2 separate regions of the Mus musculus genome follow, and region 1 is linked to region 2. A link is a contact called in public promoter capture Hi-C data. All regions are on one chromosome and are shown on one strand. Each heading gives the region's core, a stretch centred on a gene start, on an enhancer-like site or on the middle of the called end of the contact. The rest is flanking DNA. Distances are from core to core; before and after follow the strand shown. Region 1 holds the start of Mycn (v-myc avian myelocytomatosis viral related oncogene, neuroblastoma derived). Region 2 holds the start of Ttc32 (tetratricopeptide repeat domain 32).

Region 1 (4,709 bases), core at 1,295-3,794, 3.9 Mb before region 2:
CATTTATTTGTAAGAAGAATAGTTGGGTTTCTGGGCAAATCCACCAAGAATGGGCATTAGGTAATTTTTCTCTATGCACAGCCTTTTATCTTTCCACCTGCCAATGAAGGTACCAATAAATACTTTCTGACTTTTATCATTCTGCTAACCTTCAGATTCAGACTTGCTGGTAATTTCAGTAATTGCTGGTTTGCATTAAGAGCCGGAGATTAGAGATTAAGGTCCAAGGAAGATAAACGATTTGCTCAGAGGCATATAGAGCAAGTAACCAGGTCACCTTCTCTCTGTCCCCTCTTTTCTGAAACATCTTATCTTTTAGCAGAGTGAAGAGCACAGGTGTGGAGAGAGAACTTTATCCATAACTAACCAGGCCATCTTAGCCGACTTTCCCAGTCCCCTGCTGCTTGAGGGAGTTCTAGTAGGCTGGTCAAAGTGTCCTTTACGTGTCCGCTGCTGAAGTTCTGAGGAAGATTCTAGAAGCCAGATGTGGTGGCACAGACCTGTAGTCCCAGAGTTTGGGTAATGGCAAGAGGATCAATTCAAGGTCATCCTCCTCAATAAAAATAGAGTTCAAGGTCATCTTGGACTATATGAGACCTCGGCTCAAAAAACAAACAGAAACACCTCTCCTCCCCCCCCCCCCAAAGCAACAACAAAAAGAAAAGGTTCTGGGAGCCACACCTATCTCTCCCCCACTGTGCCACTAATAAACAAAACTAACCTGCCAGATCTGGCTGTCTAAAAGGGTTCCTTTCAATGGAGCCTACCTCCAGCGGCATCCAGGAACACTTACCATACAGCCCCTGCTGTGTATGTATAATTACAATCTGAGGCAAAGTTTTCAGAGAGCCAGCATCTTGAGGGAGAATTCAGCGGGAGGTCTCGGTTTGGAAGAGGCCAGGGGTGTGAAAATGAGGGTGTTAAAGGCTTTTGCAAAGGTAATGGGTTTTACATATGTGAGCCCAATAAGAAAGGCCTTGGAAGGGTGGCTCACCCTCATTCACGGCTACTTCCTAGAACCTGCCGCAGTCCCCAGAATTATGTAGGCATTCGGGGACAGATGGGAAGACTTTCACACATGCTAATACACATTTTGACCTTGACTCTCTAGGCATTCTCTTCTTCCTCGCTGGAGGTGAATGAGGGGTGTCATTTTCAATTTAGAGGGAAATGGAGACGCTTCCCCACAAACAAGCTTAAGGGTTTAAGGATAAATCCCACCCTACTGAGAATGTGTGTTGAAAAAGGGCTTCACCCAGGGACCCAGGTTACTCCTGGAAAGTTTTGTGGGGCAAGAGCATTTATTTTTAGCCCCACATTTAGGAAACAAACCTTTTAGCATGCTTGCCTAGACAGAAGTGAGACGCTGTGGGATGGGGAGGGAGGGAAATGTGCCCACGGCTGTGAGGAAAGAATACACGCACCCTGCTCTAGTCTAAATAAGATGTCGCGCTCTCTCTGTTCACGCCAGCTCGTAAGTGAGGCAAATGGGACACAAAGAGGCCAAATTAATGATGGCTTTCCTTGATGTCACCATCCGTAGGAACTCGAGGTATACAGAGCAGTCAGTGATTTGGGCAAGGAAAGCAGCGGTCCGTAATTCAACCCTGGCTTCGGAAAGGCTTTTGTTGGGAACGGTGGGCGCGACTTCAGGGGACGTCCCTCCACGCGTTTCACAATCCCTTCCGCGGTAGCAAGGATTCGCTAATTGTCTCGCGGGGGTGGCCCCACTCGGGCTCCGAGGCTGGGCGGTGCGGCTCCGCTTTCTGCTTGGTCTCCGCGAGGTGTCGCCTTCGGCCGAAGAAAGCGGTAAGGCGCCACCCTCGTAGCCCGCACTTATTTATTTTCAAACAAGGGGGGCGCCCCTTCCTTTCAATTTGAAACTAGAAACCTCCTGCGGTCTGTTTCTACGTGGGCGCGTCCTCGGCCTCCCATTTTGCACTCCTGTGTCGCCTTCCTTCGAGATCACACACGAACAGCCCCTCGACCAGGCCTTGTTCCACTTTAGCCTGGAGCTCATCTTTCACACAAACATACACTCGCGCGCAGTCCACGCAGGGACTGGGCTAGAAACCTCTTTTCCCATTCCCAGAACACACCCAGCGACCTTTAAAAAAAAAAAAACACGGAGTGCAGCGGGTGCAAGCCAGGGGGTCCAAAAGGGAGGGGGAAGCACTCCTCGGGTTTCCCAGCTTTGCTGCTTGCAGTCTGAAAAACGAGAGGGGGGAGGGGGAGAGAGGGAGGGACGGAGGGGGAGAGGAGAGGAGGGGAGGAGGGGGAGAGGAGAAGAGGGGAGGAGGGAAGGGAGAGAGAGAGAGAGAGAGAGAGAGAGTCGGAAAAAAAGAGAAAAGCAAATGGCTTTTGGCGCGAAAGGCTTTGGCGCCTCCCCTGATTTTTATGGAAATCAAGAGGGCGGGGAAAAGCCTCTTGCCTCTGCCTTTCTCCCTCCCCCTCGTCTGCGCCACAGCCCCCTTCTCTCCCCGCCCCCCGGGTGTGTCAGATTTTTTCAGTTAATAATATCCCCCGAGCTTCAAAGCGCAGCCAGTGACAGTCATCTGTCTGGACGCGCTGGGTGGATGCGGGGGGCTCCTGGGAACTGGGTTGGAGCCGAACGAGCGCTAGCCAGGCGTAAGCGCGCACACACTGCAGCCGCCGGAGGACAACCCCCTCCCGCCGCCGCTCCCTCAGCCCACCCGGAGACCCCAGCCCCGAGTCGCCTCCGGATCCCCGGCAGTCTGCGGGAGGTAAGAAGCGGTACTTGCGAAGCTTCGAGCGCCCGGGGAACGGCGGAGCGCTGCGGCTAGGCAAGCCCCTGGACGCGGCTCCGCACCCTGCACCCAAATATGCCGGGCTTTTCTGGGGGAGGGGGTAAGGGGGCAACACACCGCGTCTGCTTCCGAAACAAAACCATCTGGGTTTTTTGTTTTTTTTTTTTTCCTGAAAAGCCTATTCAGCACCCGAAGGCACCCTGGCTGGAAGAGACCCGCCCTAATCCCTTTTACAGCCCTGGCCCAGGCAGAGAAATAGCTTTAGCGAAAAGAAATTCGCCCGGCTCCACAAGATTTGTCTGAGTGTGAGGTGACTGGGAACCGGTGCGTCCCCACCCCAAGCTGGGGTTCTCCAAAAGGTGCCGCGGGGAAAGAAGGAAAAGGGGTTAGGCGAAGCTAGGTGCCTGAGTGATAATGTAGGTCACGGCTGCTCCGGCTTAGGAGACGCGATTCTCGCCGGCGACCCTGCACCATTCCTAGGGATGGGGTTCAGCCTTTCCCCCCGCCTGTTGAAGAGGTTGAGGTCTCTGAAGGAAGGGGAATGGAAAGGGTATAGGTATAGGCAGCGATGAGTACCAAGGGTATCTGCCAAGATTGAGGCTCTAGGTCTAGGTGGAGAGGGTTGTATGTAATTGCCTGTTGTTGGTCTGACTGGAGAAAGGCCCTTAATAATTAATAAAGTTTCCTGAACCCCGTTAGCGTTTGCGCTCCCGTGATCGCATTTCTGCAAAAGGGGAATGAAAGGTACTTCAATCCCATGCCTGGTAGCTGGGCTAGAGAGCAAGGACTTCCTTTAAGCAACTAGTGCAAGTGGGGTAGTCGCGCTAGTAAGAGCTGAGATCTGCAGCTTGAACAGCCCCCCTCCCCCAGGCAGTGCCTTGTGTGAATGAAACGGCAGTTTCCAAAGTTGCAGAGAGCCACACCACCCCCTGCATCTGCAAGCCCCCTCCCACTCCCAGTCTTAGACAGCTTGTACACAAAAGGAGGGAGTAGGGGAGACGCTCAACTTTCTCCCACCTTCCAGAGCTGTGGGGAGCTTGCAGAAGAGATTGGGGGCTCCCACTGCCTGTCCCCACCAACCCACCCCTTTGGCTCATTCTCTCTTGGTTTGCCTATTGGTTGTAGAGTTGGAGGTTGGCGCGACTCTGCTGCTCTCCACGGGAAGGAAGCACTCCCCCATATTAAAAAGAGCGGAGATATTAAAAGAGAGGCGAACCCATGCCCAGCTGCACCGCGTCCACCATGCCGGGGATGATCTGCAAGAACCCAGACCTCGAGTTTGACTCACTGCAGCCCTGCTTCTACCCGGACGAAGATGACTTCTACTTCGGCGGTCCCGACTCGACCCCACCGGGGGAGGACATCTGGAAGAAGTTTGAGCTGCTGCCCACGCCCCCGTTGTCGCCCAGCCGCGCCTTCCCAGAGCACAGCCCGGAGCCTTCGAATTGGGCTACGGAGATGCTGCTGCCGGAGGCCGACCTGTGGGGCAACCCGGCCGAGGAGGATGCGTTCGGTCTCGGGGGCCTGGGTGGCCTCACTCCTAATCCGGTCATCCTTCAGGACTGCATGTGGAGCGGCTTCTCTGCCCGCGAGAAGCTAGAGCGCGCAGTGAACGAAAAACTACAGCACGGCCACGGGCCCCCGGGCGTCAGCTCAGCCTGCTCGGCTCCCGGAGTGGGTGCCAGCAGCCCCGGGGGCCGTGCCCTTGGTGGGTCGTCGAGTGCTAGCCACACCGGGGCCACCCTGCCTACCGACCTCTCCCACCCGGCTGCCGAATGTGTGGACCCCGCCGTGGTCTTCCCCTTCCCGGTGAACAAGCGAGAGTCGGCGTCGGTGCCCGCTGCCCCCACTAGCGCCCCGGCGACCAGCGCTGCGGTCACTAGTGTGTCTGTTCCAGCTACTGCCCCGGTGGCTGCTCCTGCTCGTGCAGGCGGCCGTCCT
Region 2 (5,199 bases), core at 1,465-3,964:
CCTGAAACTTCCTAAAGAAGCCCATTAGAGCCTAAAGGAGAGTAGAAAGGCAGTCTCCTGTGTTTGCTAGCCTTTTTATCAGGAGTGGTGGTGGAAATGAGAGAGAGATGGTAACATCACTCGACCATCTATGTGGAATTTTCTATTAGCAAATGTCAGCAGAGTGATCAGCCACAAACAGGATGCCAATCAACACCCTTCTCCCACCCCCAAGGCTCAGGGAAATGAGAAGAGCCTGGGGCTGGGGCAAAAACCAAGAGACAGTGTCTTCCGGGCATTGCAGGGGCACTGTGCTCATAAACTCACAGCTATGGTTGCCTGCACAGGACCTGCACGAGATCAAGTCAGTAAACACTCCATGGAGCTGGGTGGGAGTGGGTATCCTAGAGGAGCTACGAACAGTTAAGGGCATCTGAGGAAGGGAGGGAGAGTTAGCTTTCTTAAGTCTAAGTGCTGCTCTGTGGTGTCACAGTGCTCCACTGTGGTGTCACAGTGCTAAACTGTGGTGTCACATGCTCTAATGTGTTTTCACAGTGCTCCACTGTGTTGTTTCATGCTCCAAGTTGGTGTCACTGTGCTCCACTGTGGTATCACATTGCTCCACTGTGCTGTCACAGTGCTGCACTTGGTATGTCAAACCAAGTATGGCCCTGGTAGGTCAAACACCCTCCTGTATGGCCACATATCTATGAATAACTGGGGCAGCACAACATGGGATTTGGTAACTTTAAAAAAAAAAGGGGGGGGAAGGGAAGTGGGGGTAGAGGCGAGAGGAATTAAGGTGAGTAGTGGGAGGTGAGGATTATCAAAGACAAAAACACTTTATTAAAAAAAAAGAAATTTCTGTTAACTTTTATGATAATGTAGTACTAAAATGAAAAAGCAATTTTGCCTCTCTGGCTTAATTCCATTTAAGTCTTACAAACAAATAGTCTTCTGTATTAGATCTCATGCAAAGACAAGCTTGCAGTCTACTATAAAGATCTTCCAGGTCCAGTACTACAGCTTGTAATCTCAGCACTTGGGAGGCAGAGGCAGGTGGATCTCTGCATTCAAGGGCAGCCTGGTATGTAGAGGGAGTTTCATGACAGCTGGGGCTACACAAAGAGAGAGAGAGAGAGAGAGAGAGAGAGAGAGAGAGAGAGAGAGAGAGAAATTCCCAGTTTCTCTGTTTCTCTGTGTTCACTCCACACATTACATAAGCGCAACAAAGGCAAATCTTGAAGTAACTAATGCTACATGTGCAGGCATTAGCACAGAAGATAGCCAGGCTGTGAATATCACAAAGAGTAAAAGACTTCACTCTATTACAGTGGAATTGTGAACCTGCAGAGTTGGATCGATTCTCCCGGTTTAACGACCAATTCACAACCAATACAGAGACATTGGGACAAACAATACGGAGGGGCTAAGAGTAAGACTCCCTGATAAGCAGATGTATCAAGAGAGGAGCTGAGACTAGATAATAAATATAGTGAACTGCCAACCTGACCTGCTTCTTCCTGACCCGGCTGACCGGAAACAAAAACCCGGCAGCCTAAAAAGGCTTTTCTACTTTTTTTTCACCAATAGAGCCCCCCACCCCACCCCACCCCCGCTGATGGCTCTGCTATGCTACTACTACACAAGTTCAAAGCTGGATCGGACATGCTTAGGGCTCTGTGCTCAAACTGACCAACCCTCAGTTCCTTAAACCCTCAAAGGAGTGGATCTGCGGGTTCCTGAAATCCTCTTCCGCTTTGCCGAGGGTTTTATCTGTTTGCCCACTCAAGTTTTCTCACCCCTAGGAAACCTTTCCTCATTAGCGGATTCTCTCATAAGCTGTACTTAGTCGTGGCACCCTCCTCCTCCTCCACCACCTCCTCCTCCTCCGCTGCTACCTGCCTGGCTTGAGAGTTTTACTGCCTTTTAATTCCTTAACTGGCAGAAAACAGAATGCAACCAAGACCCCTAAATGTCAAAATTTTTATAATTATCAGATTTTGGCTCGACATACAACCCCGTTTTCTAAAGACTCAAAGCGTAGTGGGAATAGAGGGGTCAGAGTGCACATCTTGATAAGCTGCTCGAACTCAAATATCAAAGTAACAAAGAACTGTACTGGGCAATAAACGTTTCATCGCTGGCTTGATATTCTACAGAAAGGACTCTTGTGATGTTCTAGCGGTGTCACATTAACAACCCTTAACTTCAGGAGTGTGCTGTGACGTCGTGGTAAACACTAACGGGACAGCTGGGTGCAGCGACTGTGCTTAGCTTAAGCGGGTGCTGAACCGGAACCTTCGCGTCCGGAACACAAAGGCGTCGCTGTGGTTCCGAGGACGACCACCTTCCCTGCCCAGAACAGCGGCTTCCTGCCGCCTGGGCCTCTGCGGAGACCAAGGCGTCCCCTCCCCGAAGGACAGGGCTCGGAGGGGATCTTTTCTGGGGAAACCAAGCGGCAGCCCAGGACTCCGCGGTCCGCGCGTGGCTCGGGGACCACCCACGCGCCCAGCCCGCTCTCGCGATAGTTACCTCCCGTGACGCGCGCACTGGCCAATGAAGGCGGAGTACAGCTCCCGGGCCTCGGCAAACTCGCCCCTGGAGAAGCGAGCCTGCGCCGTGGCCAGGGCGGCCGAGCTCTCTCCGCCCTCTCGGCCTGGCCGCAAGGCCATGACCGCCTCACCCGGGTGGAAGCGGAACCACAGCTACCGCTCACGGGACTTCGTTGGCTAAAGGAAAAGGACGTTTGTCCTGTTTGAAGACCCGTAGTATCGCGAGACAACTGGTAGCGCCTGACGCCGTTCGCGGGAAATTAAGAGAATTTAAATCTTTGTGACATGTGTATACATAATTAGATTAGATTAGATTAGATTAGATTAGATTAGATTAGATTAGATTAGATTAGATTAGATTAGATTAGATTAGATTAGATTAGATTAGATTAGATTAGATGGATGATAGATAGACAGACAGACAGTGCCCATGGCCGGGCGGTGGTGGTGCGCATATATCCAGGCAGAATGCTGTATACATAGTAAATAAAGAAGTCTTTAAAAAATTTTTTTTTAGAAAATAATTATAGAAGCAGACAGTAGAGGGCAACATAATATTGCTGTTTTCATTTTAGATACCCAAAATAAGCGTCTAGAGCTATGGCAACAGAGTTAATATTCTGTTACTTTGAAACAAATTTGTCCATGTTTCTGAGTGTGAACTTTCTGTAGTCTCTATGGTAACAATTCTCTGCCACTTCAGTCACTGTATATTTTCCTAAAAAGACTTAGCTTTTTCTCCCATGTGATATATATTCTGTGTATGTCTCTGTGTGTGTCCGAGGATGTGTCTGTGGATGTGAAGACAATGCAAATGCCACATTTCCCTACATTATAGTGGAAGGAAACATGGGATAAACGTCCTTTTTTCCCTTCAGAATTTGTTTTCATGTTTATTTCAAATAATGTCTCAGAAAAACTTTTGATCTGAGCTCTGAGAATAAAGAAAAGTGATTTGTTTTGTTTTTTCGAGACACGGTTTCTCTGTGTAGCCCTGGCTGTCCTGGAACCCACTCTGTAGACTAGGCTGGCCTCGAACTCAGAAATCTCCCTGCCTCTGCCTCCCAAGTGCTGGGATTAAAAGCATGTGCCACCACTGCCCGGTCAGAAAAGTGATCTTAAAGTACATTTCAGCAAAATATAATGAGCTGTGTATGGCAGATGAGAGAGGTCGGCAGTGCCTGTGCAGGTACACTGCTTACCAGAATGCTGGGACCGGCCACATTAGTGCATGCTGTGGCTGCTGGGGTCACATTTAGGCCACTAGAGTACTCTGAACCATGGCATAGCTCGGGATAAGCTTGATGATAACTACAGCATTACTCAAAATCAGTTAATTCATGTTTATTACAAAGAAAAGAGACCAAATGCTTCCTCTTGAATGAGGCTTGTAGTCTTTAAAACTTCAAATAATAAAAAGTCTTAAAATGCCATTTCCTCATTTATGAACATACAGAAATTTAACCTTAAGTAGAAACAGAGCTCATGTCCTAAGCCGCTGCTGAGCCTCCCTGAACCCAGGTCATGTCTGTTCTCTGCTTCAAGGCAGCCCCTCCTACCCTCTGCCATCCCCAGCTACCTCCCAAGGGGTCTCTAACCAACTGGTAACCTTGGCAAGAGAGAACTAGTTCTGTGGTAATTTGCCACAAACTATAAGTTATATAAATGGTAAATGAACAGACAGGAACTACAAAAAAATTAGTTCACACCTGTAAATCTTATGTGAAAAGAATCAAACTGTCTCTTGGTTGCACTGTGATGTATGGATTATCTTTTTTTTCCAGTACTGACAGTGGACCCAGGACCTGCGCAGGCTTGGAACGCATGCTACCACTGAGCACATGCCAGCCCTCCCTTTACTTTTATTTTCTTTTGTAATATATATTTTATACAAAAATACAACTAGCAGATGATGAGGTGATTTTCCTATGAATCCTTAGGAAATCAAGCTCTACGACACAGTCGGGTGCAGAGAAGCGTGTGTGCTTCCAGCACTGTACAACTGAGAGTCTTCTTTCCTTTATTCTACCGAGCTGTGGCATAAAGGGCAAAAGTTGTAGTTGCTGATCTCCTGGGCGAGGACGTAGTGCTTGCAGACTTTGCACACCCAGAACTGATACTCGATGATTGGGCTGCCAGTGGCGATACAGGTCGGCAGTTTGCCTTCCCCGCTGTAAAAATAAGAGAGAAAACAATTAGACGTGAAAATACGTGATTGGTCTGTCTACTCTACTCTAAATACTCAAGAATGAAAATTTCCAAGTCAAATTTCAAATAAAATACTTTTAAAAGTTTTTCTCATAAAAACTTTTCTTTAAATGAATATAGCTTTACTACACTCATGTAGGATAATAATATTAATCAATTTTAATATTAACATAAACTCCTTAAAAATTCAGTGCTTTATACTAGCCAAGCTTCAGGTGAATGGCATTTGATTATGATGCACCTACCCTTCAAGAAGGCTGTTTAATTCAGACTTCCTGTTGTCTTTTGGCGTGTGTTTGGTGAAGATTTCCAGAGCCAGGTCTTCATATTGCTGCTTCTGCTCTGCACTGAGCGTCTCTAAAGATTCCAGTTTAATAAAAGCTTTTGAACAGGTACCAAAAGCTCTGCTTGCACACGCACAGAGTGCTAACAGAGAGTAGATCTCAACTGAGGGAAT

Evidence for each region. Promoter capture Hi-C pulls out the DNA fragments that hold promoters and counts their contacts.
Region 1: a contact with region 2 is called in a promoter capture Hi-C map of pre-B cells, with 4 times the contacts expected there. The contact joins the promoter of Mycn here to the promoter of Ttc32 in region 2. A contact is called at or near these places in 1 of 39 promoter capture datasets (pre-B cells) and 1 of 484 Hi-C or Micro-C datasets (pre-B cells).

The regions. Positions count from the first base shown.
Region 1 is chr12:12,939,671-12,944,379 of GRCm38.p6, reverse strand. Mycn (v-myc avian myelocytomatosis viral related oncogene, neuroblastoma derived) reads left to right here and starts at 2,544. Exons shown (of 3, transcript NM_008709.3): 1 at 2,544-2,744; 2 at 3,894-4,709. The coding sequence starts at 3,987. RefSeq lists an enhancer at 1,745-1,773.
Region 2 is chr12:9,027,512-9,032,710 of GRCm38.p6, reverse strand. Ttc32 (tetratricopeptide repeat domain 32) reads right to left here and starts at 2,714. Exons shown (of 3, transcript NM_029321.2): 1 at 2,515-2,714. The coding sequence starts at 2,654. It overlaps Wdr35 (WD repeat domain 35), which reads right to left. Exons shown (of 27, transcript NM_001159527.1): 26 at 4,988-5,199; 27 at 3,864-4,705. The coding sequence ends at 4,555.